2 separate regions of the Drosophila melanogaster genome follow, and region 1 is linked to region 2. Evidence: chromatin contacts called from public targeted proximity ligation data. All regions are on one chromosome and are shown on one strand. The core of a region is the stretch at or near the end of the contact, and the rest is flanking DNA. Distances in the headings are between cores, read along the strand shown. Region 1 holds the start of Cpr73D (Cuticular protein 73D). Region 2 holds the start of lncRNA:CR45898 (long non-coding RNA:CR45898).

Evidence for each region.
Region 1: a contact with region 2 is called in a targeted proximity ligation map of the Kc167 cell line, with 4 times the contacts expected there. A contact is called at or near these places in 6 of 107 Hi-C or Micro-C datasets (the D17-c3 cell line, the Kc167 cell line, embryo and 2 more) and 1 of 7 datasets of targeted methods (the Kc167 cell line).

Annotation. Positions count from the first base shown.
Region 1 is chr3L:16,953,812-16,960,763 of dm6, reverse strand. It overlaps Cpr73D (Cuticular protein 73D), which reads left to right and starts at 3,075. Exons shown (of 5, transcript NM_001316452.1): 1 at 3,075-3,739; 2 at 5,232-5,438. It overlaps Ogdh (Oxoglutarate dehydrogenase), which reads right to left and starts at 5,942. Exons shown (of 13, transcript NM_168704.4): 1 at 5,721-5,942; 2 at 5,222-5,436; 3 at 1,548-1,665; 4 at 1,342-1,479; 5 at 880-1,059. The coding sequence starts at 1,643. Obp73a (Odorant-binding protein 73a) reads right to left here. Exons shown (of 4, transcript NM_001347747.1): 4 at 5,822-5,884. The coding sequence ends at 5,822.
Region 2 is chr3L:16,879,068-16,886,061 of dm6, reverse strand. It overlaps lncRNA:CR45898 (long non-coding RNA:CR45898), which reads right to left and starts at 3,871. Exons shown (of 1, transcript NR_133257.1): 1 at 3,523-3,871. It overlaps Lmpt (Limpet), which reads right to left. Exons shown (of 10, transcript NM_206388.3): 3 at 2,058-2,143. CG32170 reads right to left here. Exons shown (of 1, transcript NM_168692.4): 1 at 6,690-6,994. The coding sequence ends at 6,981.

The DNA of each region.
Region 1 (6,952 bases), core at 1,826-4,325, 75 kb before region 2:
AACTAGGCGAGTGGGTAGTAGCAGGATGGTGCATCAGGTTTGGGATTGAGTGGTGCGACTGGGGGTTAAATGAAACAGTTGTGTAAAAGAATTTACCAAACAAAAACCCAGAGTGCTGCCTGAGCACATCTTCGTTAGCACGACGTGCTAGCCCATCCTTGCAGACGGTTTTTTCGCGAGTCAAAATTCCAAGCGGATCCAGATCAGATGCCAAATGACCTCGTGACTATATGGTACATACATATCGTAGACAGATTGGTTGATTATATGTAAAGAGGTGTACAGGGTAGATCATAGGACATAGGTATATCAAGTTAAATGCGTACGCCAGGAAGTTATCGTATGGCTTTAGAAACTTAACAAGCTAAAAAACAACAGGCTTAACTTTAGCAAAAATGTATATCATATGCAAATTAAAATTAACTGCTTCTCTGGCAATTTAATCAGAATACCCTTGGATAATTGCAAATAATTTCGATATTTATTTATCTTATTAGCTAATGAGGAATGGTGCAATCAAAAGTGACAAATCCCCTTAATATATAACTATTTGGTGAACCGAAATGGATGTGATCGAACAGAAAACCAAACTACTCATGAAGGAGTGAATGTCTAACTCTATGGATACTGTGGATGGCGTGGGTGAGTCAACGAAGTATTTTCTAATCTACCATGAATACTGGATTCGAAATGATTTGGTCTGGGTAAATGGACAATTGTGAACACACATAAGGGGGGGCAAAGGCAACTCTACTGATCATAATCTAAACATAAACATTAACTGAACCTAGGAGAACAAAACAAAAAGAGCCAACTCTGGCTGCAATCTCCACCGATCGGCTGGAAACCAAGTAATTGAGCCAGCACGAGTCGACATACCTGGTAGCTCCTGATGATGGCCTGGACGGCCAGATGGTCGTCAATGGTCTTGGAGTCGGGCGCAGCGCCGGCGACGGCTCCTCCAAAGTTGAAGGCGGTCAGCGGCAGAGTGTTGGCCTGCACGGGCGCCAAGTTGGGCGGGCTAACGTAGCTGTTGCTGCGGAAGTACGCGTCCCAGGACTAAAAGAAGAATGAATCAATAAGGATTTATTGTCATGTCATTTATTGTGAATGCATTATTCCAGGATCACCGTTTTATTAGGCTTTTATTATATTTTTTATTGCAGAGAAGTTTGGTTCCCTTTAGTATAAGCTCTTAACATTTTTAAGTGGTTTTTAAAAGGTAATAAAGCACTTCCGCTTCAGAAATAAACACTAGAAACTGGTTTATCGATGACTCAAAATCAAGAGTTGAATTTAAAAAGGCGCAGAAATAAAACCCTGTTTAATAGGGATACTTACGGTGTGCACGGAAGTGGGATCCCGAAGCCAGGCGTTGTACATCTCCTCCACGTAGGAGGCGGTGCTGCCGTTGGCAAAAGGTTCGGCAGCTGCGGAGTTGTAGGTGCGCACAGCGGCCGCTGCAGTTACCTTGGCCATCTGCCAAAGATTGGGGGCTCATTAGTTGGGGTTTTCTTTGGAGTTATGGTTATATCGACCAAACTCACCTGCTGACTGCTGCTGCTCTTGAGCAGCCATGTGGCGAAGTTCTTGTGCGCCATCGGCGACAAGGCCAGGCTGAAGGCTGTGTGGGCTCTATGCATTTTGTAGCTTTACAAAATAGAACTGAAAGAAAGAGACAATCTTAGTGAAGATCTTATCAGCCCACTATTATATCACTTCCAACTGATTAATCGATGGCGGCTTTGTTGACAAACAAGCCACGTAAAAGATAGTGCCAGTGCCACCCCCTAAACACCGAACTCCTGACCCTCGGCTGCTGTAAACGCGATAAGATAGCCTAGAAGTTTTTACGTCATGGTCATGTTCTGGGTTTTAACTGTGTCACCGATCAACCGAATGTTCCGAACTCGTTGCCAGGCCAGTGGGCCAGTTATGAAATTCCCTCACGCTCACGAAACAAGTTCACAATTGAATGGATGCGGGGGGAATTTACATACGTCCAAAGCCAGACTAGACCGTTGAGATCGGGGGATCGCTTGGTGGAAAAAAGCACACGTGATGCCATACGCCAGTCCGTCGCTCGCTTTTTTGATAATCAGCCAAGAAATGGCGGAGATACTTTGGCCCCCAAATATAATGGTGAAATGGGGGGGTTTTATATAGGGAGAGCCAGCTGCTTTTTGCGCAGTTTGTTCGTTTCCCAACTTTTAATCAGTTGTGAATATTTGCCCTCACTTTTTGTTTGCCGTCTCCGAATCACAGTGAGCATTCACCTGGGTATTTGGCCCAAAACGAGTTTGCCCAGATAACGCAAAGGCGTCAAGAGCGAATGTCCCTGGCTTGGAGTTATAAATTCCTGTGGTCCATGACTAAACGCAGAACCCTCTAGACGCAATTCAGTGATAAGAGGAGGGCGCTTAACCGGCCTCCAGTCATGCCACGCCAGCACTTCCAGAATTTGTCAAGTTATTAATCAAATTATTGGCGATAGGCTAGCGCGTGCGGATGTCGTAATTGAATCCCTATCTAAAGCCAGTCGTGCAAAAAATACGTACAAATTGAATGAAATTCGGAATGAGAACTTATGGGGCAACGAATGCGTGGCCAGGTCACATGTCTTATCGACGAACGCATGCTGGCCAGACGATCCAAATGAAGTGATTACAAAATACTGGCCCCCAGATATGAGAGCACAAAAAATGAAAGAAAACAATTGGAACGGCTAACCGGTTTGGAGTGGTCAAAGCTAAGTATTTGAAAGTGCATCACTCGGGTTATTTGATTCGGTCATAGCTACAATTACAGTTACATTGTCCACCCCACAATAGATAATTCAATTTAGCAGCCCGACATTTTCTTTCAGTGTCATTTATCTGTTTGCTTGTTTTGTGCTGGCGCTTTTCACATACTGCTTTCCCTGCAATTATATTCTGCTCGACGTCGATGTTACGAAAACACATTACATAAGTGCAAAAAATAAAAAAACGAAGAGCTGCTCGCGTGAGAGCAGCTGAGTTATTAGAACGGCCAGATGATGGAGCTAATTAGTGTGAAATAGTCCGACGGATGAGCTTGCAGTTCCACAATTCGAAGCATGACTGGAAAAATCCATTAGGCTTTCGGTCGGTGGAAGGTCTAGTTCCGACTGTATATGCACTGCACCGCGGTGGAATGAATCAAGACACCGTATAATATATACGCATATACTGCATGCGATTGCTCCAAAAACCAACCGAATATATGTACTCGTCGTACTCGTATCCGTATCTCGCAGATACGCGTCAAACGTTTGTTCGTGCTGAGTGCTGCGCGTCGACTGAAGCGAAAATACAAAAGCGGCCGCCTTCGAGAGTGAAATATAAAATTTAGAAATCGAATTTGCTCTTCACGAACCGCCGAGCGGGCTGCAAGCTTGGAAGAAAAATACAGAGTGTGTGTGTGATAAAAACACACAAAGCGGCCACATGACAACTCGGCGTTGTATCTTTATCTTCTGGCAAAAGGGGGTTGGGTCGGTCGCCGATCGGTGGACCTGATAACAGTCAGGTACATACTCATGTATCTACATATTGACCGCACTTCCTCCGTTTATCTAACCGCCTCGCCTCCTGGTTGTTGCCCATGTCTTGCGTATTTATAGCCCGAATTTGTTTACAACAATCCCAAAGTCCGTTCGTCAGCCGGCATTTCAAAGAATGCCGCCCACACAGCCAAAAACGAGAGGAGAGAAAAAGCGGTATGATATACACAAAAAAATAAAATGTATAATACATTCATAGAACTTGTTTATCACATAATACCAAAGACAACGAGAAACAATATTAAAATACAAAATGTTTGTATATCTAAAAGATTTCTCAACTCAAATTAAATTTGGTACACTATCCAGAATCACATCTTAACAATTTCTTAACATATTTTTCACAGTGCATTTAATAGGTCAAGCGCAAGTGAATTTGTGCGTGTATCAATTACCTTTCCGCTAATCAATAAAGTTTCAAGTTCACACACCAGACACAACCATTTACCTTGATGCGAGTGCGAAATTAATGAACACTCAAGAGGCACCGATCATTAGATACTCTTAGTTATTTTAGAATTGTTGTATTTTATAGTATTTAATAGTTTAACTTTCTATCGAAAAAAATGTATAATGTAGAAAGTTATATAAAAAACTATTATTTGGTTTTTGTGGCAAAATGTAAATTTTAATGTTGCTCTAAAAAATAGCGGAAATGGTAATTTGACTATCGAATGATAACTATGTAGATATCAGTGTACCAATTAGTCTAAGACTGAATAAAAGCTATTATCGTAGTTGGCGTAAAACATTAAATTGCCATGATACCCTATAAAAGGGTATAAGAAGGCAAGAGAGACGCACTCAGTGGGGTTTTGCATTCCATTAAAAAAAAACCCTGGACGAGCCCCCTCTAGGCGAAGAAGAAGAAGAGCGGTCCAAGGGCATGAAGTAATTGCGGAGCGGGGTGCGAGGGGGAGGTAGAGGTTCCGTAGTACTATAATACTTTTGTGGTTACTATTCCCGATCTGGGGCCTTTGCAGCCGACTTATGATAGGTTGTGGCAGATGATCCACATCCGTCAGCAGAAAAAAATAACTAGTTGTGCTGCCCCAGACAATGCGGCCGCGCGCTTTCTTTGCGGTTTGCTGTTGCTATTGCCATTGCTTTTGATTGATGATTCATTGGGCGGCGGGGAGAAAAGCACACGCGGCACTCGGTCAATTGCGTCATCAATGCGGCAAGTTAATTTTACAAAAAACCACATGTGACGTCGCCGACGTCGCTTGTTTTGCATTGCGAAATTTCACTTTTCATTTGGGGCGGCCGGCGCAAGCGCTTTTCCGCCGACGAGACGCCCACCTGCACTTTTCCAATTATATAAGAACAGTCCTTGAAATTAAATGGGGAAAAACGTTGGAAAATACCAATCAAATGCCTGCTAAATGCACTTTTTAGAAAGGGGAACACGCGGCAGTGTCTCATTGATCGCTGAAACGATGATGGTAATTCCTGGAATTCCACATGATGCAAAAGCGGACCTCGAATGTGGGACAAGTGAAAAGCACGCGAAATGCGAGTTTTCCGCTGAATCCAGTACTAAGTCTAAATGGACCATAGCCCCGCAGACTTTTTGCAAATTAACGCACATGATTTGATTATTTTTACACTAAACTTGCTTAAAGTTTAAATATTTACGTTTTTACAGCCGAAAACTTTTGCGTTAGTGGTGGGACTGTTAATGCTAGCGCACGGCCTGGACTCTCAAACATATCGAAACGCTATCGTTTTGTGCCAGATATCGATTATTTTTACAGTTTTGGTGAGCGGTAACACTAGCATACAGAGCTTATTCCTATGCGACTGCAGATGGCGCCACTGTGGAAGATCATGAAAGGCGCGATGTAAAAAGTCTGTAAGTAATATGTAAAGAATTCAAAATTTTTCCGTAATCTACTTAAACCATTTGATACCTTTAATTTAATAATATAGGTTCAAGATATTATTATTATTATTATTATTTTATTATTATTATTTTTTTGTAACCACGATTGGGTTGACTTCTGCTTGACACTTTTCCATTTTGAATATCCGTGAAATCATATCAAGTTATTTAAGAAACATTGAAACGAAATTTTCAAAAGAAAAGCGAGAAACATATGTTTAGTAATTTCCAACAATGTTTGAAGCCACCTACATTGTTTTTCTCAGGAATAGTCGCAATAGTCGCGGCCTGACACAAAAACTGGAATTCAACTTGCACTAAACCATTTAATTGCTACGCACACTAGACAGAGACTAATATCTGCTGTATTGATCCAGACAGTAGCCGGTAATTTGGTCCGATATACAGTCAAAGACATTGTAAAATCCCAAATAAGAAGACTTTACTCGTTGAGTTTTTGTAAGAAAACTGATTTTATTTGGAAATATCTTCGGTTTAAATAGGTGACATGAGAATCGCATCTTAAAGTAAATGGCCTACGCAGAGGCCTACGTAAATAGTCCCCGCCTTATCGAGGTCCCACGCTCGGGCACATCTGCCTATCTTGAGCGGCGAGGACCTTATCTGTGGTCTCCCACTAAGGGACTATTTTAGGAGGCGGGGAACGATCTCAAGTGACTGACTCATGTAGTGTGCACTTAAATTACATGTTTTTGAGCAATGCACCCATGTCGCCTTAGATAACAAAATCCTAAATATAATTTATCGCTCTCGATTCATTTACATAAGATATGAACGGAGCCCAAAATTGTAAGTCTTTAAATATATTCGTGTTCATGTGTGAACATTCTGCCAAAGGGCCAGCAAAGCTGAGATGTACATTAGTATATTAGTTGCATTTATAACAGTAGTGGACTGTATTTATTTGATATATGTTCATTTATTTTGCAACTAAGATTTCAATGGGCCTAGTTTTTCTGGCTTTTAATTTTATTGGATTACAATTATGGTTTATATTATTTTTAATTCAACAATTTGTACTTAATTAACTTATTTTAAACATTTTGCTTTTTCTATGTAGAAGTACATTTTCTATTAGTGGACTGTATATTTTTATTTGTTATATTATTTTATTGTTTATTTACTATTGATATTTATAGTACTGGCAACGGACCTGCAAAGGTTATTGCTTGCATTCTTTGTTGCACAGCACATTTCCGTATGAAATATATTATTAATACTATCATTAGTATTAAAGCAATAATTAATCCAGCATGTCCGGAAATATGATGGAAATGTAAATCTTTCAATTTTTGATGGTTCTCTTTCATAAATTTAATTTCATTATTCAATCGTTCAAATTCCTCAGTATGATTTAATATTGATAGTTTCAGCGGATCCCAAATAATCTTCGGCACTCCACTAACTTCTCCTATATAAGGTGTTGATAATAATTCTTCACTTTCGGACTGAATGTTATGGTG
Region 2 (6,994 bases), core at 2,622-5,121:
TGAAATCGAGTTACAACGAGGCGAAGGGGAAACAAGGGGTTAATGTACGCACTTGGGCATGAAAACAATTATTTACTTAGTCAATTATCTCCGTGTACTGAGATTAATAATTAACACCTTTTTGCCATCATTATTGCACAATTAAAATAATGGTTTAATTGTCCAATCAAATACAATCTCAACTTTTTCCAGTGCAAATTACACTGCTATTTATTGAAGCGATAAAGCATAGTAGTGCATTCTAGCATTATCTTTCACGATTTTCTTTTTATATTTATAAAACCGAATCACTGCCCTTAATAATTCTCATTGAGCCATAATATCCTGAAGTGCGTGTTCCCACATAATAAATTGTTCTCCCACGATACGGTTTGATCTATGTTTTCATCAAATGAATTTGATAACATGGTCATTAAAAATTGCCTACGTTTTAATTATAAATAGAAAATTTCCGAATATCGTTTTTATAGTTCTTGTGATTTGAGTATGTGTGTATAAAATGCTCTGTTGAAGAAATTTTAATTTTAATTTACTACCCCACAAAAAAATTCACATAAAGACATAAATCCCAAAGCCAAAAACAGATATTTTAGCTGCTTTTAGCAAATAATACTTTTTAAATGCCAAAAGCAAACCAATCCAATCATGCCGTATTTAAGTAATTGTACAATAGAAAACACGAATTAGAGGTAAACATAACTATGGTGGAATACTCTTTCTTTTTTTTTTAAAGATTTTATATCAAAGAAAGTATTTAATTGTTGCTCAAGCAATCTACAACAAAATGAAATCATATTTTCATTTATGTTACCTTTTATTTTTGGCTTTTAAACCAACTATTGCGATAAGCGTATGACCCTTAAAGTGTATCACGTATACGCCCCGTATATCATCAAATGGAATTGGCGTGCGGCCAGCATCAAAATGAAAACACAAATAGAAAACACAACCGCAGTTAGACAAAAAGAGACGCCGGACAGACAGTCGGACATTCGGTTCAGTTCACAAATTAATGGCGTAATTTGAAATGGTTTTTGTGGTTGGGCGCAGGAGCAAACGAAATGGCTAAGTGTTTGGCCAATTGTCGATTCCCGATTTGCGTATATATATACATACATAACAAACATATATGGAGCATTATAAAATGCGGCATATAATTGCATAATTCATGCTAGTGGAATTAAACTAGTTCCGCATGGCTTACTATTTGGCTTTCGCAAATATCAATGATAAATAGTGAAAATAATCAGAGGAGCTAATATTTATTTGGTTCGCGGCCACAAGGCGAGCAATAAATTAACGCTGCGGCCCCAGTCATTATCCACATTGCACATTGCACCGATGTCATCGATTCTAATACATATGTATATATCCATATATATATTTCATTGAGGGAATATATGGAGGCGCTGCCAAATCGCCTTTGCCACCGTCTTGCGGTTTTTGGTTCATTTTCTATCTTGGCTTTTATGAACCACAAGATTGTAGGTGATTTGTTCTTGCCTTTTTCTCGATTTCCTGCTGCTTGCGAGGAGGATTCTCTGTTTTTGGCACCGCTGACGCATAATTTATTTATCGAGACACACGAATGCAGAGCCAAGCACAGGAAAATGATCTTTAAATGTTCTCTTTAATTCATTTCAAATTAATATATTGGAGTCTTCTTTTTAAACAATGCGCTCACTTTGTTGTATCTTATAGATTTGTTGATTTTTACTTTGTTTGTTAAGTTGCTTACGAAACTACAGACCGATCCATCTAGCGGCCATTCCTGCAACTAATCTTATCAAGCAGTAAAGCTTTTCAGTGAGCTTTACAGTGAAGGCACAAAAAGTTGGCAGACCTTGAGGGGCGATGTGTTCTTTTTGCTAAAATAAAGCAATCTTGAATTGAATCTAAGAGACATTTTTGCTGAGTAGCCAAGAAAACGCATTACAAATTTTAAAAAAATTTAAACCGGGAACTATTGTAAAGGATTAACTGATATTTTCAAAAATGCATTCGAACTTCTTGCTTGAAAATATTGTAGATTATATTCAAAGGTGATGATTTCTTACCTCCAATCGTGCGCTGCAAAGCCTGGGCAATCTGATTTACATTGCTCACACCGTACTCCATCTTCCACCTCTCTTATAATGGCACCCTGAAAAAGAGCAAAAAAAAAATTTAATTACTCAGGAACTAACCATAATTATGTATCGAAAATAATTATTGCACGTCAGCAACACAGAAGACACTGAAAAAAGTTTTCCACAATGTCTTTATGATTTAAGTTAATAATTTACGTTTTTAATTGTATTATTCCTGCGATAGTTACATATTTATTTTTTGGGTGATTTAGGTAAACATATTAAATATTTTGAATATGATGCGAATCATGATTGCAGCGTTTTATAAATGTTATAAATTAAAACGAAAAAATTAATATGAATTTTTTTTGATGCAACCCAACGTAGCAATGTGTTTAAGTGCATCCTGTCCTAAATATCCCTTCTACTTCAACAAATAATTCAAATGCATTAAGATAATTATACTTTTTTACTATTCAAGATTATTATTGCACCCAGCCAACATGCATTATGTACTTCGAGAAACTACCCCCATTTAATACATTAAAAAAACATGCTAAAATGCGAAATAAAAAACCAGGGCGCCCAGACAAAACCGATTTACGATTGTACATCTTAATTTGTGCCCTGCTCATTTACGCGCCATTGCGCCAAACAATGCCATGTACTTCTGTTCTGGCCGTATCTGAAATGAAATTGCCGGACTCCGGATGCAAATGCATGGAAATCGCTGTTGGCCAGCTGCCGGGGAGCCAAAGAAAAGCGCCGGCACATGCCAGAAGTTAAGCCCAGTCAGAGGGGGCGGGGGACGGGGGGTATGCATATGTTTGTGGCAGTGGCAGCTTCAGTTGCAGTTGCAGTTGCTGCCGCGAATCGGATGTTGATGTTGCAGTTGCCGGCGTGGATGTTGCACTTGTTCCAAAAATACACGCCGAACCAAGACAAGCCGACAAACAAAACAGCAAAACAGAAATTGCACTTGGCACGCTTCCATTTTTGGCCAAACTTGCCTTTTGCCTTTGTGCCGAGTTCGAGGACTGCAGTAAAAATTGTTTTGCTTCCTTTGCTTTCGAACTATGGCTATATGTAATCCTTAACGCTTGCCAATAAACACAAGACTTGACTTTTCATTGCTTTGACCCGGGCACATTAATATTCAGGATGTCTAGAGCTGCCCACAGTGCACTCGAATTGGTCATATAGGTAGGTAGAATAAAAGGAATATCATATTTGTTGGTTTTTGAAAATCTTTATTAGCAACTTGAAACATATAAATTGAAAACAGAGGAGATATCGCAGAACTATCTAACTATCTATCATATAATCTAAATCATAATCTAAAACTTTATTACCATCTGATAATCTTTTAGGGCAGGCTTTAATATTTATGCATGACACATAAAACTAGGTATCTAATATTCGGGCAGGGACATTACATCAATTTTTTTTTTTTGGCATTTTAAGGCAGAACTGCCATTTGGGTGACATCGAATCCATCGCTGGCAGCGATAATTGTGACACGTCGCTGGCCAAAAATCGATGCTGACCCAGTTCAAAGCGGCGGAATAAAGTGCCGGGGAGACAATGGAAGGGGGCGGGGGGATAAGGACTAGGGACGAGGATTCGAGGGGTCGAGGGTACTACGATTCGAGGGCAGCGTAGACATAGACAGGGCAAACATTTGCGCCCGATGCGCGGATATTATTGGCATTAAGTTGCAACTTGGCCCGCTGTTCGGCAAATGTTTGATTTCCACTTAGGCGGGTCGCCGCTTTGTCTTCCGCTTTGACTTTGTGCTGCCTTTTTTTTTTGTTATTTGGCTGTGTGCAAAGATTAATGTGTCTCCAATTAAACGAATGGGTATGTCAATAAATCCATGATGGCGAAACTTTCACAAAATGTTATGGCGCTGTAATTCGATATTAAACACATTTCACCCAGTCGGATTTAATGTAATGCCTAGATTATCATCCAATTTGTATTCCTCCTTCAAAATCTCATCCGAATTTATGATCTCATGTGCCGTCTTGTCGTCTGTGAACCAATTTCATTTTAATTACCATAATCTCTAGTATAAATAAACATGAGCTGACTTCGGTTTCGCGATACGAGAAATATTATGCTGCAATTGCCATTTTTGGGCGCGCAGTCATGTAAAAATTTAGCGCATACAAATCTGGCTCTAATGGTGGTCAGTCCAGTTCTGATATGCCCACGCACTTGGGGACTCCCACTCGGTGGCGGCAAAACTCTGGCACAGCCAAGCGAAATTTATAGCAAAATATCGAAAAATAAACAAAACTGAATCAAAGTTCGTTCAGCCACCACATTTTCGAACAATGACGCTATGCCACCGGCTGTTGACTGTTTGTCTGCAGTAAAATGAGAGTGATATGGTTACATTTAAACTCAAAGATAGTTTACCTAAACTTACAGATAATAGAAATTGTAAAACAAATTATTAGTAAGACAAAACTACCAAATAGAAATCATTGAAAGCCTAAATATCACGCATACGCAATGTTGACATTTTCCATAATTTATTTTAGTCAAATATTGAATATTTAAATAATTATTTTTATATAAACTTCAGTTGTATTTATTAAATTCCACGAATTTAGGTATAAATACAGCACTAAATTAAACATTGGAACAGAAATCTTAATCTCCACTTTTGTCATACTTACTGATTTTTCCTTAGTTATCACATTTTATGACAATTCAAAATACCTTAACCGAAAAAACCGCTACAGGGTACTAAAATCCGTAGGTCGTCGTCTCAGTTGGCGGTATCAACAGCAAAAAAACTGAAAACCGGTCCTCGGTTACTTGGAATTGAATCTATGCGTAGTACATAGTATATCTTTTAAAGCGCAAGCAACAGAACAGTAAGTGTTTGTTCATTGCAAAACACAACCCAAATAAAAAAGAGACAGACCCGAAAAAAAAAGCCGACACACTTAAGTAAAGTACCGAAAATACAAGCCAAATTAACAAATTCACAGACGGAACAAGTGGAGTTTTTGGGGACTGAGTTGAGGGAACCTCCGACCCAACGATCACGAATTAGCCCGATGCTATTTACTGGCGATGATGATGATTCAAAGTCTAAATTCAACCTGTTTGTAGACCCACGCAAAACTAAAAAAAAAATAAAAAGCGCCAAGACTCCAGCCGTATTAGCAAGGTTAATCTGCGTATTAGCTTACATTGCAAACATAGTGATTTTCACACTCTAGTTCACATTAACGCAACTCGAAATCTGGCCAAACAAAGTGCGTCTCGCCAACTGAGACTAATTTAGTTCAAGCTCATGCCTAGATCCGAGCAAAAACTGAAGCTGTAGTTGCACTGACCAAAGATGTCTCTACGATCTTGCCACTTAAAAGAGCTTTTGGGCAGAGACTAGTCTTTTGCTGGCCTCGTTGGCCTGCCAGATTAGAAAGTGAAATGTGCGCAGAGTTAATCTGAAGTTAGACTGGGGCAATGATCCACTAATTAGCGAATAGCCAAAAGACGGATGCGGTCAGCGAAATCGCTGCTTGTGCGGTGGCCATTTCGCGTTTAAGAAGGAGTTTTAAATAAATGAAACCTGGTTCTAATATTTTGTTTTATAAAGCCCCGCGAAACAATAGTCTAGTACTAGCAATGAGATTAGATCGAATCCTATTCACTGAATGACAAATAATGAAAATTGATTTTGTCATCAAAACAATACAGTTAAGATGGGGTAAGGAGCTTTCAGTTCTCAGCTTTTAAAATAACTACATTGTCTTATTTTAGGTTTACTTTAAGATAGTCTTTTTAAGAAGAGCATAGAAAGGCCGTTGACATTAGTTTAAGCTTTAGTGTATTGACTTGGTGAAAGGAAATTTATTCTAAAACATAGTTTAGTATTTCAGGCATTCTATTGTTAATAGCAGCATCCGAAACATTAATATCTAAGATTTTATTTTTAATGAATTATTAAAATTTATATAAGTATTTATTATTAAGACCGAGTGTCATTTTGGTATTAAGGTGCACCGGTTAAGTACAAATTTTGAGAAGCGCAGAGAAGGCATCTAGTCATAAATGAGTTCTTTTCTATGGGAATTCCCAGTTTGAAATAGAAAGAATTTGAATGTTTGTTTGGTTGCATTCGTAGAATGAAAATAAGGAGAAGCGCATGGATAGACGGCTGACATCACCAGCGCCTCTTGTTTTGGTTTGGGGGAAAGACAATTTATTCCATAATTTGCCTGCGAGTACAAATACATATTCTCAGCCCAAATATGGCCAAGAGCTCATCAGCTGCTTTCTAACTAGAAAATCCCCTCACCCCGCCCATCAGACCAATCGAGTGACCATATTAAATGCTTGTCACGTAACACTGGCTCATTTTCATGCACGTTAGTCATAGAGAGACTCATAGCTATATGTTCGCATATCCATCCATCTGTTACTATACATTGATAGCACTAATGTATATCTAGCAAGTTCAGAGCACTCTTTTTGGGGGCAACTCAAAACTGACAGTTAACACTCTGTACTATAATAAGTCCCGAGTGCTTTTTGGAGTTCGCCGAAGCCATTTAATCGTAAAAAAAATCCCCCGCTGGGTCTCACATTTTGCATTATCTGTTTGTCGTTTATTTTTGTATTTACTTAAAAATAATTTTACGTAGAAAAAGTTCACAACACACGATACGAATTGTTCGGACTGATGGGGCTACATAAATCATTTATTTGCCCATTATCGGAGGGGCACAAACAACGTTGGCAAAGCTGAGCTCCCAGCTCTGATAATGACGCAACTTCGACGACTTTGTCACTTTGGAAAGAACAGCTATATATGTCATCCACTCATTCTTGATTCTCGATTGGCAATATGACATACACATATCTCTATATAAGATATTCGGTTAACGCCTACCGCCAGGGCA